Regions from separate parts of the Capra hircus genome. Here region 2 is linked to region 1. A link is a contact called in public Hi-C data. All regions are on one chromosome and are shown on one strand. Each heading gives the region's core, a stretch centred on a gene start, on an enhancer-like site or on the middle of the called end of the contact. The rest is flanking DNA. Distances are from core to core; before and after follow the strand shown.

The links. Hi-C and Micro-C count contacts between places; a contact is called where the count stands out from the background.
Region 2: a Hi-C map of blood shows a contact between it and region 1, with 2.8 times the contacts expected there. The contact joins two enhancer-like sites. A contact is called at or near these places in 3 of 5 Hi-C or Micro-C datasets (all in blood).

What each region holds. Positions count from the first base shown.
Region 1 is chr14:79,309,157-79,313,773 of ARS1.2, forward strand. No RefSeq gene overlaps it. Among named protein-coding and RNA genes, the nearest start is that of PTK2, 29 kb to the left of the region's middle. Within about 2 kb of position 2,370, at least 1 of the 5 cell types and tissues checked has an H3K27ac peak or open chromatin away from gene starts, as enhancers often do.
Region 2 is chr14:79,369,041-79,373,657 of ARS1.2, forward strand. DENND3 (DENN domain-containing protein 3) reads left to right here. Exons shown (of 23, transcript XM_018058637.1): 9 at 2,831-2,986. Among named protein-coding and RNA genes, the nearest start is that of DENND3, 22 kb to the left of the region's middle. Within about 2 kb of position 2,066, at least 1 of the 5 cell types and tissues checked has an H3K27ac peak or open chromatin away from gene starts, as enhancers often do.

The sequences.
Region 1 (4,617 bases), core at 1,120-3,619:
CCAGGACCAGTCCCAGCCCCCGTCTCCCCAGGATCCAGAGCTACAGAGCAAATGGGACCCTGGATCCTTCTCCCAGAGCCCCCTTCAACAACCCCACCCCAACCCAAATAGCTTGGTTTTCATCTGTTTCAAGGGCTTGAAAGTAGTTGGAAAATGACTCCTCTGGGCTAGCACACAGGCCTTGCAGCTTTGCGTGGTCCCTGAGTTTCAGACAGCAGAGACCTTTCTGCCTAAGCCCATGTAGCTCATTAAGAAGTGGAACAGCATGTCTGTAATCACGGTGTAATTACCTTGCCTCCTAATTGGTAGCAGACACAGGCCTGCGGGTATGGAAACTCCCCAGTGAGCTGGCTCCAAACAGATGAGGCAGAAGGTGCAGGCGGCCAGGAGTGTGTGGAGGCTGAAGGAAGGGGGTGAGCTCTGCTGGGGCTCTGCTCTGGCCAGCCCAGAGCCCAGGTCCTCATGTTCAAGATCTCTGATCCTGTGAGAGGTGTCCACTCAAAGCTGTCTCCTCTGTGAAGCCCTCCCGGACTGCTCCCACAGGCACACTCTTGCACCACCTTCACCAGAACCAGTTGCCTTATTTTGTGGTGTGTGGTCCTTGTGCTTGTCTCCCCATTAGACCAGCGACTTCTGGTGGGCAGGGGCCTAACACAGAGTCGTGAAAGAATGAATGACGGAAGGGATGAATGCATGGCCACCTTTGGGTCTGGGGCCTAGCTTGTGGGATGCACTTCCACAGGAGGCGGAGGGCCGGGGGAAGGCAGCCTCTCTGGGGCTTTGCCATGACTGTCTCACGGCGCAGAAGCACCTCAGGGTCATCGGATGTTCATTTTCTTCTCACCCCTGGTGGCTCAGATAGTAAAGAATCTGCCTGCAATGCAGGAGACCCGGGTTCAGTCTCTGGGTGGGGAAGATTTGCTAGAGAAGGGAATAGCAACCCACTTCGGTATTCTTGCCTGGAGAATCCCATGGACAGAGGAGCCTGGCAGGTTACAGTCCATGAGGTTGCAAAGGGTTGGACACAACTGAGCGACTAACACTTTCACTTTTTCTTTTCAGTAATAACAATGACACACATTCTTGGTAAAATTCAGATAGTCCCAGAACTGTGCAAAGAGAGTGCTACGCACCATCTTTTCCTCCCAACCCTGTCCCAGTTCTGTCTTCAGAGGCGACCTCTGCTGGACCTACTTGTCTTCAGTGGAAAGTCTGGGGAGACCGATGGGTCTGACCAGTTCTGCTCCCCACTTGAGATGGGTCCAGCTTACAAGAGGGGCTCCAAGGTGCATATATAACACCGTTTGCCTTGGCCCGTGTATCCCTCTCAGCGCTGCCTGTGCCCCAGCTGGCCGGCCCCATGGCCAAGGGCTTCTGGGCATAACCTGCTCTTCCTCTCCAGGAGACTGGCGCAGAGTCTGCTCGTGGCCAGTGACCTTGCCTCCCGGACCCTTGGTCTCTTCATCTGTGGCTCCTCAAACTAACTGCCAGGGTGGTTGCGGGGGCTGAGGGGCACTGGGATTAACGCCCCGCTCAGACCTTGATAAATATCCATCTTTTACTCCCTTTTCCCACCTTGAGCCCGCCTGTGACCTATGATGGGCTTGGAAGTAGCAGGCCTGCTGGTGCTTCAAGTCTCGAGGTGTTGATGAATACGTGCGTTTATAGAAGCCTCCTGAACCCAGCGACAGTTTCAGTTCAGTTCAGTGGCTCAGTCGTGTCGGACTCTTTGCGACCCCATGGCCTGCAGCCCTGTCCATCACCAACTCCGAGTGCTTGCTCAGACTCAGGTCCATCGAGTCGGTGATGCCATCCAACGATGGTGACAGTCTGTCACCTGTTGATTCCACGCTGGACCCTCAGGGAACAGAGCCCAGTGAGCTGGGACCAGGCAGGAAGCAGTTGTCGGCCACAGAGGAGTGAGATCTGTGCTGGGAGGTGTGAGCGACAACGGTGAGCAGAAGCAGCCTGCCTGCGTGAGTCCGTGTGAACGTGGGAGGGTGGCCTGATGGACGTACACCTCCCCATCTCCCCTGCCTCTTTCCTGCCTCCCTCCCTCCTTTCCCACCTTGCGTCTTCACTGAGCATCTGCCTGGCCTAGGGGCTGGAGGTTCAGGAAAAAGCTGACATGGAAGTTTGTATCCCTAAGACCTCCCAGTCCCATGGGAGCGTCAGGTCCACGTGCAACAAGGAAATGACTGTGATGAAGGCGGGTGTGGGAGGCAGCGGGAGCCTCGAGACTCAAGGAAGCCAGGACGAGGAAGGGCATTGCAGATGGAGGGAACTGCAGGCACAGAGGCTGGAACCAGCCCGCCTGCCCTGCAAACTGCCCAGGACTCTTCCCTGTGAGCAGTGATGGGGAGTCTGGCCAGTCCAGTGGGGAGGTTGAGGGTGGGTGTCTGGAGCCCTTGCTCTGGGAAGGGGCTGGGCTGGAGTCCTGGGACTCACGTCCGGGACCCTCTACCTCCTTCACCTCCTGTGCTCCCTGGCTGCTTGGGGAGGAAGTAGCCAGGCCTCAGCTGACAGAAGGAGGCTTTGATGTTGGAGAAGGGAGTGAGGAAGGAGGGGCTGGGGTGAAGTTCTGGATGCGTTTCAGGAATCTGCTCCTCCTCCTCCGACACCATGGCAACCAGGCGCAGCTGGGGGATCTGCCTGCGGGGGTGGGAGCCTTGGAGCTGCTTGGATAGGGGTTAGCCGGGCTGGGGGCAAAGACCTCTTGCTCTCACTCCCGGCCCTCCCAGCCCCAGGAGAGGGAGAGGGCAGCTCTTGGGGCTAGGCATGCCGCTCCCCATGTCTGAGCCTCAGTTTTGGGGTCTGTAATATGGGGGTAACAATGCAGTATCCAGCCCAGGTCCTCTGGGAAGCAGACATCCCAGCAGGGTTAATTAGAAGAGCAACCTGGGTGGCCCTCCCCTTCCCTGAATCTCAATGTTCGGGGCAGGGGGGCATCGTCATCGGGGAGACCTTGAGCCACGTGGCCACGCAGAGGTCTCCACACCCACTGGGCTCATCTCTGAGGCCCAGGAGCCCAGGGGAGACGGCGTGTGGCTTGAATGGAGCACTGGGGTTCAGAGAGGGCAGGCGGGTCCCGGTAGGCCACCCACAGTTGGAGGTCTGAGTGGGGGTCTCCTGGGTGCCCCACTGCCCAGATCTGTCCCCCTGGCCAGAGTACCGGAGCTGAGGAGATGGGATAGGGGTGAGCCCTGTGTCTGTCCCAGAGCTGCTGAACGAATGCCCGAGACTGACTTAAAAAGCCAGAAATTCATCCTTTGGAGGTTGGAATCTGAAATCAAGGTGCCAGCAGGACCCAGTTCTCTCCGGAAGCTTCCAGGGCACGGTCCTTCCTGCCCCTCCCTGCTCTGGTGGCTCCCCATGTCGCGTGGCTGAGGCCACCTCACTCGAGTCTCTGCCTCTGTCCTCATGTGGCCTCCTCCCGGGTCTCTGTCCCTCCTCTTCTTACAAGGACACTGGTCCCTGGATCCAGCTCCCGCCCCACCCGCTCTGACCTCACCTTAACCACTGACATCTGCCAAGGCTATTTCCAAATACAGTCACATGCTGCGGTTCTGGGTGATCATGAATTGTGGGGGCACACTCTTCAACCTACTTCAAGCCTCATTTGGGCAGCAAGGGTGGGAGCCCCAGGCCAGTGTGAAGCCAGGGTCCTGGGGAGGGGCCCTTGGGGTAATGATCAGGGGTCCCAGAAGGTGCGCTGGAGCCTGTTTTTTGAGGTGGGAGTGGGTCAGTGTGTGTCTGCGTGGAAAGAACTGGCAGACAGAAGGTGGGACTGAGCCAGGAGGGTCCCTGTCCCCACCTCCCCACCCTGCCACACACACTCGTACACAACCACACACACATGTACACACACACACAACCACACATGTACACACATGTACACACATGCGTGTGCACATGTATACACAACCACACGTGTACACACATACATGCGGACACACATGTACACGTATACACATACACCCATGTGCACATCTACACACATGTACACACATACACACGCACGTGCACGCACACACACACACTGAGGCACACAGGGCACTGTCATTTCCCATTTCGCCCACGATGGCCAGGACCTCCCTCCTGCTGTCCCTGGAGGCTCCTTCCAGGCCCCAGCGAGTGACCCTGAGGCCCAGCATGACCCTGGGCCTCAGAAATGTGGGTGCTTCCCCTGGACAGGGGGTGGGTGAGAAGGGGTGTGCCCCCCCAGGGTGCCCCCCTGGAGCCACAGTTGCCTCCTCAGTGAGACAGGGTAACACTGTGAGGTGTTGGAGGCTCCGCAGGGTGACTGGGGGTGACTCCAGTCCAGAAGCAGCCCTGCTCCAGGAGGGATGAGGGCCCTGTGAAGAAGCTGGGGACCCCCAATGCGGGGGCTGAGCAGGCAGAGCCCTGGGTGCAGCCCCTCGCCCTGGGGGATGCCGGAGCCCCTCGGGAATCTGGCCTCCTGGTCCCACCAGCTCCGCACACACACTCACACACTCACTTGCACATGTAGATGCCCTGTTACACTTATTCTCACATGGAACGCTTACACACGCAACCACACACACTCACACTGACCACTCCCTGGGATCATTCAGCCAGACCTCCAGGCAGCAAGTA
Region 2 (4,617 bases), core at 816-3,315, 60 kb after region 1:
ACATCTGAGTATCTTTTCCATTCTTATATTAACAGATGGTTTATGTATTTAATGGGGTTTCCCTGGTGTCTCAGACAGTAAAGAATCTGCCTGCAGAAAAAAAAAAAAAAAGAATCTGCCTGCAGTGCTGGGTTCCATCCCTGGGTCGGAAAGATCCCCTGGAGAAGGGAATGATTTCCTACTCCAGTATTCTTGCCTGGAGAATTCCATGGACAGAGGAACCTGGCGGGCTACCGTCCAAGGTGTTGCGGAGAGTCGGACACGACTGAGCGACTTAACACTTTTACTTAAAAAAAAAATGTATTTAATAGTTTGGAAGTTACTTGTGAATGCTTAAATGTAAAAGTTGGTTGTATTTATTCTGAACCTGTCTAAATACTAAGTGGCCCCTGAACCAGAGGAGTCACACCCCCGGGGCACCTCCCAGCCCCCTTCTGGACTCATGATCTCTGAAGTCCCTTCTCCTTCATTCATTTCTTCACCCATGCACTCACCAGATATGTGTCCAGTGCAGCGGGCAGAGTATTGTATAATGAGCAAGCCGACGTGGCCCCCGCCTCGTGGCACTGTCAGCTGGGGACCCTGACGGCTGTGACCCCTGCCCTTCCCTGCACGGGCAGCTGTCTTCCCCTTTTGCCCCCGCCCCTCCCCCCACACAGAGCTCGCTCTCAGTGCTGCTATTTTTCCGTGACTGTGTCGTGGCCGTCTCTATGACTACACTTTACTGGCCGAGCTCAGGCCTGACGCACTTTTCCCAAAGAGGGCAGGTGATAACTGGTGAGGCTCCGCAGGTCCCACGGCTTCTGTCGCGGTGGGAGAGGCGTGGCAGTGAGGGGCCGCCCCACGAGTGTCTTCGGGGGCGAGTGAGGGGAGGTGTGGTCACTACTTGTGCCAGGATGAAGGTGGATCCAGGGTGGGCGAGGACAGAGCCGGGCCCCCTCAGGGGGTCCTGCAGAGGGACATTCCCCTCTTTGGTACCTAGTAAGGTGGTAGTGGGAGAGATCCTGCTTTTAGTATTCCAGCCCTAGTGTGGACCGCAGGCAGGCCGGGTGTGGAACTCATGGGCAGACCCTTGCAGGGCGAGGGGCGGGGGTGAGCATAGCAGCTGCTACTGGCCGTCTCCCATCTGCTCACTGTCCCCCTTTATCTTGTCTGCTGTTAGGAGGTCAGACACAGGCTGAGCCGAGGCCTGAGAGCAGGGGAGGGAGCGGGTGGTCCTCCTCTGGCTCCGTAACTTGGCTATTCTCATCTGTGCCTCTTACTGTGTATCAGTCAGTGGGGGCTGCTGTAACAAACACCTCCTAAGCGACAGACATCTACTGCCTCCCAGTCCTGGAGGCTGGAAGTTCAAGGTCAAGGTGCCAGTAGGGCTGGTTCCTCCCTGTGTCCTCACGTGGTCGTGCCCCTGGGGGTGTCGAGTTTTAATCTCCTCTTATAAGAACACCCATCATATTGGAGTAGGTCCAGCCTCATGACCTCATTTTAACTTAATTGCCTCTTTGAAGGCCCCAACTCCAAACATAGACACTGTGAGGTACTGGGGGTCAGGGCTCCGACGTGGGAATTTGGGGAACAGACAGTTCAGCCTGTCACATCTTGGCATTGATTACTCCCTCTCCCCGGATGGTTTCTGCAGTCGGTGGGAGCGCCACCTGTATCAGTGGTCCTCCCATCGTAAACCATCTTACAGCACCCAGAGCCTGGGCTGCGGGTGTGGAGGCCCGCGTGACTGGTGGGTCGTGCTCACAGGGCCCAGCCAGGTGGCCTGGTGGAGTGTCTCCCTGTGTGAACTCAGAAGGCGAAACCCACATTCCTCACCGTCTGGGTTTCTGATAAGCCAAGTCCGCATTCCCCGATTTTTGAGGACTGATCTTGGCCAGCGTCTGACGAAGCTTCTCAAGTGTTTGTTTGGGTGGAGCACATCCAATAAGATGAGACCTCGCCTCTGCCCACTTGTTACTGTGAGAATTCTAGAACATTCCCAGGGTTCTCACTTGGTCAGACCCCCAGGGGTGGGAGGTGGCGTCTCAGGCTCACCACAAGGGGCTGTTTATAAACGTGAACTAACCTGTGCGTGGTTGGTGGCATGTCTGTGAAGGGCCCTGGGACTGTCATCCAAGCCATGGCCATGGGCCTCCTCTTGGGGACCAGGTGCCTGAGCACCCACCCAGCGTCTTTGGTGGGAAGACGCCCCTGCGCCTGGGCGCCCTGTGCCATGCTGTCTTCCTCGCCTTGAGCAGAGGGTGTGTTTGCCGTGTCCCCCTGCCCCGCCGGATCTCTAGACACGTGTCATGTGGGTTTATTTGCATATTTAAAGCCTCCGACTCTCTCCTTGGTGTCCAAAGTCGCATCTAAAGGTGCAGCCATGGCTGGTGCTGGGGAGGCGGGGGTCCTGTGTGATGAAGATCCCTGGGAGCCCCCGTCCCCGAGAACCGCCCCCGAACGGGTGGCCACGCCTCGAGCACCCGCACCTGACTGGGCAGGGCCTTCGTGCCCAGGCCCTCTGGGAACCCTTTGGCCGTTGTGGAAGAGGGAGTGTTGAAAAGAGGGACGGGATGACTCAGCTTGGACAAAAACACCTGTGGTCCAAAGACAAGGCCTTTGTGGGTTCCTCACTAGTGAGCTGTTTGTGTTGGGACTTGAATAGACTCCCAGCCGGAATGTGTTTTTAACAACATCCCCTCTCCAACCCCCACCCCGGTATTGATAGGTGTTCTGAGCATCCTAAGAAGGTCAATTTAGCTGTCCCTGGAGGATTCTCTCCTGCCCGTGAGCAGTGGTCACATGCTGTGGGCTGAGCTGTGGTCACTATCCCTCTGTTCCTTTCCAGGGTCCAGAGCCTTCAGCTGCACCACGAGCTGGAGCTGGCTCACCTCTGCACCAGCACAGACGTGAACGAGGGCCGGGCCTCCAGGCGGGCCTGGCAGCAGCGGCTCAACTGCCAGATCCAGCAGATGACCCTGCAGCTGCTTGTCAGCATCTTCAGGTATTTAAAGCCCCTCCAGGGTTGTCACCTGGTCCCCAGCCTGCTCCCAGTTCCACGCCGGCCGTGGCCCCAAAGCTCAGGGACTGAAATCCAGGACTGATGTGGCAGAGGCCCCTGCACCCAGGAGGATCCCTGGGAGTGTGTCAGCCCTGCCCAGGGCCTTCCCACCCCCTCGTCTTTCCTGCAAAGGACTACCGTGGGCGGTCAGCCCCGGGTCAAGGGACAAATGGACTGTTTGGGGCTTGCAGCCCACCCGAAGGAGAGCCCAGGCTGGTTAGCACCCAGGACTGGCCCCCATTAGAAGCTTTTCTTCTTTCTCCCCATTGCCGTCACCTTCAGCATCGGAGTCTGTCGTGTGTTGTTGGGAGCCAGCTCTTGAGCCCAGTCGGTCGAGTGCACAGCGCAGTGTGTTTGCTGTACCGAGATGTAGTGCAGGGCCCAGTGGTTGTTCTGGCCTAAATGTGCAGTCCTGTAAGGAATGTCCGGTAGACCTGTGCCGACATTCATGTTAACTTTGTGGTGAAGTTATTGGTAGGAAAGCCTTTTTTCCCTTCCGGTTCTCTTTTCTCTGCTTTGTCTTGCAGCCTCTCTCTCCCCTGTCTCACCCCTCTGTTCCTCCTCTCCCCCTCGGGTCGTGCGTGGCAGGGAAAGTGGCAACTCTAGGTCCTCTTCTGATCTGGACGGACCCAGCCTGGGAATGGTTTAGACCAGAGCTGGCCCGCTTGACAACACTGTGTAATTCAACATTTTAATGGCTGTGTTTTTTAGCCGTCTTTCCTTACGTAAAGCAAATAATCTATTAGAAGAAAAATGGGATGTTACCTTATAGGTGGGTTGCGTTAGCTCTCTGCTTAAGGCACTATAATTTGTGTGGTCATAGAAACGTTGTTTCCCTTTTGTTCTTTTAATATGGAATCTTTTATGAGTGATTTCCCAGGTAGCGCTAGTGGTAAAGAACCTGCTTGCCAATGCAGGAGACATAAGAGACACATAAGGGTTCGATCCCTGGGTCGGGAAGCTCCCCTGGAGTAGGAAACGGCAACCCACTCCAGTGTTCTTGCCTGGAGAATCCCCGTGGACAGAGGAGCCTGGTGGGCTACAGTTCATGGGGTCACAAAGAGTTGGACACGACTGAGCAAGAACATGCAAGCTTGATGAGTTTAGGTCATTAAAAAGCAGACAGTATGATTCTAAAAGCTGGCTTCCCCTAGATGAAGTCACGCCTCTCCTCACAGGAGAGGGAAAACATTGAGCATCCACGTCCTGAATATGCTCTGTACGGTTATTGATTCTGTTGGTAGCTATCTCATGAGATCTGGGACGTCGTGTGGCCAAGTCCCCGTGGAATGCAGATTTGGAAGTGGCCAGTAGGGGTCCAGCTGGCAGCCACGCTGGGCTAATACCCAGGGTCTGTCTGCCCTTCCTGTGTCACCACCCTGAACTCAGTCTTATTAGCATGAACAATCACGGACGATCACATCTTCTTCATCTGAATAAGGAGCTAAGGGGCTCAAGACAGACCCACGTCCCCCTGCCCGCCTCCCAGAGCTTCATTCCAGCTGGAGGAAAGCTATATTGAAGTGACAGGCCAGCCTGACCACGGGTTACACTCAAACCCTCAGAGCTCAATA